Linked DNA regions of Sus scrofa: region 1 is linked to region 2. Evidence: chromatin contacts called from public promoter capture Hi-C data. All regions are on one chromosome and are shown on one strand. The core of a region is the stretch at or near the end of the contact, and the rest is flanking DNA. Distances in the headings are between cores, read along the strand shown.

What was found. Promoter capture Hi-C pulls out the DNA fragments that hold promoters and counts their contacts.
Region 1: a promoter capture Hi-C map of liver shows a contact between it and region 2, with 4 times the contacts expected there. The contact joins the promoter of PRPF3 here to the promoter of MINDY1 in region 2. A contact is called at or near these places in 1 of 5 promoter capture datasets (liver), 1 of 47 Hi-C or Micro-C datasets (heart right ventricle) and 1 of 2 datasets of contacts at active chromatin or transcription factors (alveolar macrophages).

The regions. Positions count from the first base shown.
Region 1 is chr4:98,768,793-98,772,989 of Sscrofa11.1, forward strand. PRPF3 (pre-mRNA processing factor 3) reads right to left here and starts at 2,839. Exons shown (of 16, transcript NM_001135965.1): 1 at 2,813-2,839. LOC110260326 (a long non-coding RNA gene) reads left to right here and starts at 2,981. Exons shown (of 2, transcript XR_002343444.1): 1 at 2,981-3,213; 2 at 3,751-4,002.
Region 2 is chr4:98,217,348-98,221,331 of Sscrofa11.1, forward strand. MINDY1 (ubiquitin carboxyl-terminal hydrolase MINDY-1) reads left to right here and starts at 1,269. Exons shown (of 10, transcript XM_001929665.7): 1 at 1,269-1,995. It overlaps PRUNE1 (protein prune homolog), which reads right to left and starts at 1,515. Exons shown (of 9, transcript XM_013997183.2): 1 at 1,386-1,515.

The DNA.
Region 1 (4,197 bases), core at 1,589-4,088, 550 kb after region 2:
GATGTCAGGTCCTTAACCTACTGAGCCACAACAGGAATTCCCATTCTGTTTGATTTTTAAACCTAACTCAGAAAGTATCAGTGGATCAATGAAATCTGTGGAATAAACAAACCCTGAATTTAACCTAGTCTAAGAAATGAGTTCCAGCTTCTTTTTTGATTCTGTCATATTCAAGGATTGCAAATATTTATATAAAGTCCACTTAGAGGTCAGCTTTTCTATTCTTATTTCCAGGCAGGTATTCCTCAACCCAGCCGTTCTTCTTTTTTTTTTTTTTTTTGGCAGCACCCATGGCATATGGAAGTTCCCGGGCCAGGGAACGAAGCCGAGCCAAAGCTGTGGCATGGCCAGATCCTTAACCCATTGCACCACATTGTGAACTCCAACCCAGGCCTTCTTTAAGGCATGCAAATAAGGGAGGCTTTATCCACATCAGTCATCCTATACTAAAGCTCATAATCCTTAAGGCTGTTTTTGTCAATTTTTTTTTTTTTTTTTTTTTTTTTGTCTTTTTAGGGCTACATCTTCAGAAGTTCTCAGGCTAGGGGTCCAAACGAGCTGTGGCTGCTGGCCACAGCCACAGCCACAGAGGATCTGAGCCTTGTCCATGAGCTATATCACAGCTCACAGCAAAGCCGGATCCTTTAACCCACTGAGGGGACCAAGGATCAAACCCGAATCCTCATGGTGACTAGTCAGGTTTGTTACCACTGAACCACAATAGGAACTCGCTCTCACAATTCTCTGTAGTCACATTCATCCTAGTGGGAATTCTGTACTCAGATATTTTTCTCTTATGTTCTACAGGGCCTCTGTCATAAATATTCTCTCAGTTCAGAAAAGATTACTTTCATTTTGGATGTACTCTCTTTCCACTTCTATTTTTCTCCTGTTTAGCTTAACAGAGAAAACACCATCATAAAAGACTCTCTAGAACAATCTTTAAATGCAAATTAATACGATTCTTCTTCTTCCTTTTTTTTTTTTTTTTTTGCTACTGTACGTTCTGGGGCCAGGGATGGAACGTGGACGACACAGAAGCATCTCAAGCTGCTGCAGTGACAACACTGGATTCTTAACCCACTGAGCTACAAAAGAACGCTTCAAGATGTTTTAAGATGGAGTTCCTGTCATAGGATAGTGGTTAACGAATCCGACTAGGAACCATGAGGTTGTGGGTTCGATCCCTGGCCATGCTCAGTGGGTTGAGGATCCGACGTTGCTGTGGCTCTGGCGTAGGCCGGCGGGTACAGCTCCGATTAGACCCCTAGCCTGGGAACCTCCATATGCAGCCCAAGAAATGGCAGAAAGAAGAAAAAAAAATTACACTGTACCTTTTAGGAGAAAAGATATCCAGAAAGAAGAAAAAAAAATTACACTGTACCTTTTAGGAGAAAAGATATCTTAAAACTTTTTTTGCCCCCCTTGGGCCGCTCCCACGGCATATGGAGGTTCCCAGGCTAGGGATCTAATCGGAGCTGTACCCGCCGGCCTACGCTAGAGCCACAGCAACGTGGGATCCGAGCCGAGTCTGCGACCTACACCACAGCTCACGGCAACGCCGGATCCTCAACCCACTGAGCAAGGCCAGGGATCGAACCCACAACCTCATGGTTCCTAGTCGGATTCGTTAACCACTGAGCCACGACAAGAACTCCGGTACAGTCTAATTAACTTCTGCATTCTTGGTAGGTTTATCCTCTATAAGACCTGTTGCTAAACAGTGTATTTAATTTTGGTATAACCATATGAAGCTAGTGAAGTCATGAAACTAGGAGTAAAAGATTTTGTGTCTTACTGACATGTTATATAATAAATCTATGATGGCTCTATTTACCCATCATGAGACAGCACTATAGCTTATCAATTTCAACATGCTAACTGTTCAATGCTCAAAAGAAGGGTATTCAGACAACATAGGGAGTGAAGAAAGAGCTCTTCCATTTACTAACCTTCTGTCAAGCAATTCCTCTGAGCCTCAGTTCATTCATCTTACAAAAGGAGGACAACTGCCATAGCTATCTGGCACTTAATTCATTCAGTAAGTATTTACTGCACAACAACTAAGTGTTAATGTAGTGGGATACTGCCAAGGATACATACAACAGTGAACAAAAGAGACAAGAATCCTCACCTTAGAGGGCTTATATTCCACTAGAACTGAATCATAGATTAGAAAGTTTAAGCCGTTTGAAAATCCAAAGCAATAAACGGGGTACCACTCTATAAACGAACCGTATGCCCAAGCACTATACTTATGTACTCAATTTCAACCCATTCCCTCCATAATATAACGTGCAGACTAAACAGTCAGTGGGCAAAAATCAAACTTCCAAATAGTAACTAGCTTTGTCATTAATCAGACGTTCAACAATAACTGCGTGGGGCGGGGTGGGGGTGGTTACGGTGTGGAGGGAGAGAGAGGAAGGCAGAATGATCTCAATGAGCAGGTAGCAGAATCTAATCTTCTGAAGGAATTCCTTACTTCGTGCTCTTCTTTGCTACAAGTCGAATTTCCTCCCTTAAACCCTATCCTTTGCTTTTTGCTCTCTCCATCTCTCTGACCGGACCCTTTCCCCACCTTGTTCTACCCAAACTCATCTCAGAGGTAGTCTCCTCACCCTGTCCCTTTCCCGCCCCCGCCCTTTTCCTCTCAACAATCTCATTCCAACCCGTTCTCGCACAGAACCTGGTTCTTTCCTCAGCCTCCTTTCTGTTGAACCTCCCGCCTCGGTCCTCCCTTTGGACTGAAACTTAGCCCCAGCCGCTAGGACCCGAGCATACCCTCTCTGGGCCCGGGGCCACTACTCACCTCACAAACTTCAGCCCCTGAGACGGAGCCCGAACGTTACACCGGAACCGGAAACCCTCCGACCGCCCTACGGCCTGCCGTCGCTACCGCCACGGCTGCTGCCTCGCCACGGTCCCACAACTTGTGACGAAAGAGGGCGGGGCCCCGGTTCGCGCAGCCGTAGTAGCTACTTTTCCGCGGCGGAGCGCATGCGTGGCGGAGCCGTAACGATTTCCCCCGGCAAGCTACTTGGCTCCTTCGGTTCCCCGTGCTAAACCTGTTAACTACATTAGCGCAAAATTAATGTTACCTGAAGCATAAATTGAGCTGCTTGTAGTATTCCCGTGGAGAATAAGTGCGCTAAGGCTATGGCTAGAACTAAAAGCAGAGCTTCTGCGTTTGGGCTAAACCTGGACTTTCTGGTAGGAAGTAAACTTCAGAGTAGTGATCGTTAGTATTAACCACTCTCTCCTTAGCCTTTGTCCTTAACAGTGGTGCCAAGAGACCCAGAAAACCGACTAGTGTGGGAGGAGTCTGAAGATAGTACCCTCTCACACACCTTTGTTTCTTTCTTCCATTCATTCGCAAAACAAATAATTGCTGGCAGTCTAGTACTTTTTAGGCCCCACCTGCAGCATATATAAATTCGGGTTAGGGGTTGAATCAGAGCTGCAGCTTCTGGCCTATGCCACAGCCACGCAGAATCAGAGCTAGGACTGTGACCTACACCACAGCTCAGGGCAACACTGGCTCCTTAATCCACTGGGCAAGGCCAGGGATGGAACCTGTGTTCTCATGGATACTAGTGGGGTTCTTTACTCGCTGAGCCAGGACAGGAATTCCTAATCAACCATTTTGGTCCTCAACTAATCCTTACCTAACAAGCACCTTTACTTCTTGCCAGCTCCAATTATAATTCTTTTCTTTTTTTTTCTTCCTTTTTACGGCCTAACTTGCAGAATACAGAAGTTGCTGGTCTAGAGGTTGAATCGGAGCTGCACCTGCTGGTCTGTGCCACAGCCACAGCCACACTGGATCTGAGCCGCACCTGTGTTCTACACTGCAGCTTGCTGCAACACTGGATCCTTAACCCACTGAGCAAGGCCAGTTTGATGTGGGATCAAACCCACATCCTCGTGGATACTAGTTCTTAACCCCAATTATAATTCCTCCAATTATAATTTTTAATAAACAACTTATTTAACTACCTGTAAGCTTGTAAGCCTCCCCAATTTTGTAGTCCAGCAGAACACGATTCAAGTGCTTCTTAAACCTGTGTCTCCCTCAGTAAAGAACTTATATAAAGCTAAACTCATGAAGTTCCCACTGTGGCCCAACAGGATCACAGCATCTCTGCAGTGTTGGGATGCAAGTTTGATCCCTGGCCTGGCACAGTGGGTTAAGGA
Region 2 (3,984 bases), core at 19-2,518:
CAACTCCAGTTGCTGCCATTACAACTCTATAGCCTCTTTTTTTCTATAGCGTCAGCAAATTCTCTTTCTTTTTCCGGACTGTTGTAACTTGGGTTTCTGCTCACCTGCCTCCCTAATTGTTCCAAATGCCCCTGCAGCCTTCAGAGTTGTTTGAAGTTTCATCCTGGAGCAGCCATGTAAGTAGAGCTTGGGGGAACCTTTCAGAATGTAGAGTTGGGTTCCAACCACATTTAACTACCACCTTCCAGCCCCAGGGTAGTGCAGAATACTGCAGAAAATGTGCTTTTTTTTTTTTTTTTTTGTCTTTTTGCCTTTTCTAGGGCCGCTTCCTGTGGCATATGGAAGTTCCCAGGCTAGGGGTCTAATCGGAGCTGTAGTCGCCGGCCTACGCCAGAGCCACAGCAACATGGGATCTGAGCCTTGTCTGTGACCTACACCACAGCTTAACCCACTGATCAAGGCCAGGGATCGAACCCGCAACCTCATGATTCCTAGTCGGATTCGTTAACCACTGTGCCACAATGGGAACTCCGTGATAAATGTACTCTTTTCATCAAATGTTCCCTCATTTATTAATGAATCCCTTTGTTTCCTACCACCAACCTCACACCAGTTTTTCCTGCTCCCCAAGCTCGGAATTGAGAGGAGGTGATAGATGAGAAGCTGAGGCCTGTGGTGGGAACAAGGACCGGAGCAGAGGGATATTGAAGCTCCTGCTTGCTCAGCTAGTTTTCTCCCTGCTTCACTCTTCCCAGAGCCTGGGGCTTCTTACACACCCTCTCTGCACTACCAGGGGCATAGCCCAACTGGTTTCTAGACTAAAAAAGTGAGCAAATACGTGTATGTGTTACTGGGTCACCTTGCTGTGCAGCAGAAAATTGACAGAACACTGTAAATCAGCTATAATGGAAAAAATAAAAATCATTATTAACTATAAAAAAAAAAAGTGAGGGAGTTTCTGTTGCGGTGCGGCGGAAACGAATCCGACTAGGGACCATGAGGTTGCGGGTTCGATCCCTGGCCTTGCTCCGTGGGTTAAGGATCCTGGCATTGCCGTAGGCTGTGGTGTAGGTGGCAGATGCAGCTCAGATCCTTTGTTGCTGATCTGATTAGATCCCAGCCTGGGAACTTCCATGTGCCGCAGGTGCGGCCCTAAAAAACAAAAAACAAACAAAAAAGAGATATAGTAAGGATTTTGAAAGGATAAGGATTTTTCACTTTAAATGAGTAATTATGCTAATATCACGCTGTCTGGCCTGCCTCTGTGGATCCAGAGCAAAGGACTTTTGTACCTAGAGAGAAAGCCCAGATCCAACAAGCTGCTGCTGTCCGGCCCTGCTCCTCCTCCCCACTCAGCAAGGGCCCTTGCTTTTCCCTCTTCTCACCAGAGAGGCACAAGCGCTCCGTCCCTTCCAGCGGCAGGCGGAGGGAGGAGAAAGGGTCTGTTGTTTTTCTCTCCTGTTTCTCTCTCTCTCACTGCTGATCACCAAGCTGCTGACCAGGTCAGAAAGCCCTAATGGAAATCCTCCAGTGCTGGCCTGGCTCCTCCTCCTCCCAGAAGCTTGTCCTTGACTGATTTTTCTTTGTCCCGACGGGAAAGAGAGAGAGAGAGAGAGAGAAAGAAGAAAAAAGAAAACCCACAAACTTCCTTTGAAAACCAGCTCGCTAGACTGGGCCTGGAGCGCACGCCCTAGACTCGGCGACTCAGAAATCCTGGAGACGCTCTGAGCGACCTGGGAGTACCTGGGCTGCACTCCTGCCGGTCTCCACCCTCTTCCAGTGCCCCCGGCCGGCCGTGGGCGTGAGTCCGGAAGTGGCCACCATCCGGCCAAGACTGCTGCGCACAAACCCGTGTAAACCTGTGCGAGCTCTGGCTTTGACAGCTGGAAGGCAGCTGGGAGTGTGGTGGCGCCCCTCACTGCACCCACCTGCCCCATCGTATTGCCAGAGCTGCACCCTCCTTCTGTGTCCTGGAACAGCACCCACTTCTTTAAGGTAAAAACTTTGAACCATTTCCTTCACCTCTTCTCCTAATCCCCAGTCCTCTGTTTCCTCTTTAGCCCTGGGGAGGTGACACTGACTGTTCTTCCACGTTGGGTCTCTACACGTTTAGATTTTGAGAGGCGTTCAGGCAGAAGGAATATGTAAAAGACGCTGCTTGGGTCCCTGTATTTCTTCCTTTTAATGACACCTTCCCCCTCTCCCTTGCTAGCACGTAGACAAGGCACCGTCGTTGACTTAACTCTGAGGAGAACTTCTAAACCATTAGTTCTGTGACGATTTGCATCAGAGCGAGAAAGAGATTAGAGGGGGACAGTAAAGCACTTGAGGGGAGAGTAAAGTTCCTAGGGAGTGCGGGTGGGGGGCGTCTTGTGGAAGCTGGGTACCAGTTGTATATGCTTCTTCCAACTTTTGGCTACTTACTGCCGCTGGCTAGGGGTGGGTCTGGGCTGCTTTACCTCTCACTCACCACCAGAGGATAATTCCAGCTGGAGAAAATGTGTTGGATTTAAGAGGAAAAAGAAAGAGAAATCCTGATTTGTTTGAGTACCTGTGCTCCCTCATTCTCTCCTGCTCTGAAGGAGCACCAGGCAGGTACCTTGAAGAGGAGAAATTCTCCATCACGCTTCCTGCCTCTATTCTGAAGACTTAGCCCATCCAACTTTGCCCAGTTTCTCTGAGACCCAGCTTCCTCCGGTGTCCAGCTCCTGGGTTCTTTTGGTTTACCTGTCTGGCCAGCTAGCTGCCCAGCCCCCACTTAATTATTGATCTTTTCTTTTCTTCCCTGTTTTTCTCTAAGCTTTAAAAAAAGTGTTCCCAGGCTCTTGTTTCTGCTTCCCAGGCTCATCCTAAGTGTCATTTGGGAAAGGAGGAAAAAGAAGACAGAGAGAGAAAAAAAAAAGTGTCAGGCCTGCAGGCAATTTTTGCTATACTCTGATTCTTCTAAATTAACAACATGTAAATGAGATGCAGATAGCATAAATTATATTTGAATCAGGAGGATGATCAATTTGGGTGACTAGGCTTATTTTGGTGACTTTTATATTCTTCAGCTTCACTTCCCAGGCTTTACCCTAGCCCTAAATTCCTGCCAGATTGCAAGGGATTGCAAGAGGAAGCATAGTCTCAGGTTAGGAGGAAGCAAGAGAAAAGATTTCTAGCAAGTTTAATTTCTCCCTTTTTCTCACCCAATCAAGGGGGAAAGGGGAGCAAGGAAGTTGCAGGGAGATATTTTCCAGGGGGCAGGGCTTTGTGGCCTTTTATCATTTACTATCCATGGTGTTAATGAAATGTCTATGCTTAGTGCTGGTAAAGAGCAGGTTAAACAGGTCCAAGGGCTGACATCTAAAATGACCCAGATGGAGTTCCCGTCGTGGCGCAGTGGTTAACGAATCCGACTAGGAACCATGAGGTTGCGGGTTCGGTCCCTGCCCTTGCTCAGTGGGTTACCGATCCGGCGGCATTGCCGTGAGCTGTGGTGTAGGTTGCAGACGCGACTCAGATCCTGCGTTGCTGTGGCTCTGGCGTAGGCCGGTGGCTACAGCTCCAATTGGACCCCTAGCCTGGGAACCTCCATATGCCGCGGGAGCGGCCCAAGAAATAGCGAAAAAGACAAAAAATAAAAAAAATAAAAAAAATAAAAAATAAAAAAATAAAATGACCCAGATGATTGAATTCCTGTCGTGGCACAGTGGAAACGAATCCAACTAGGAACCATGAGGTTGCAGGTTCGATCCCTGCCTTGCTCAGTGGGTTAATCATCTGGAGTTGCTGTGAGATGTTGTGTAGGTCACAGACGCGGCTCGGATCCCGCATTGCTGTGAGCTGTTGTATAGGCTGGCAGCTGTAGCTCTGATTCAACCCCTAGCCTGGGAACTTCCATATGCTGTGGGTGTGGCCCTAAAAAGAAAAACAAACAAACAAAAAAACAAAAAACAAGATCTAGATGGGAATAGACAGAAAGAACATACACACAGGTAGATG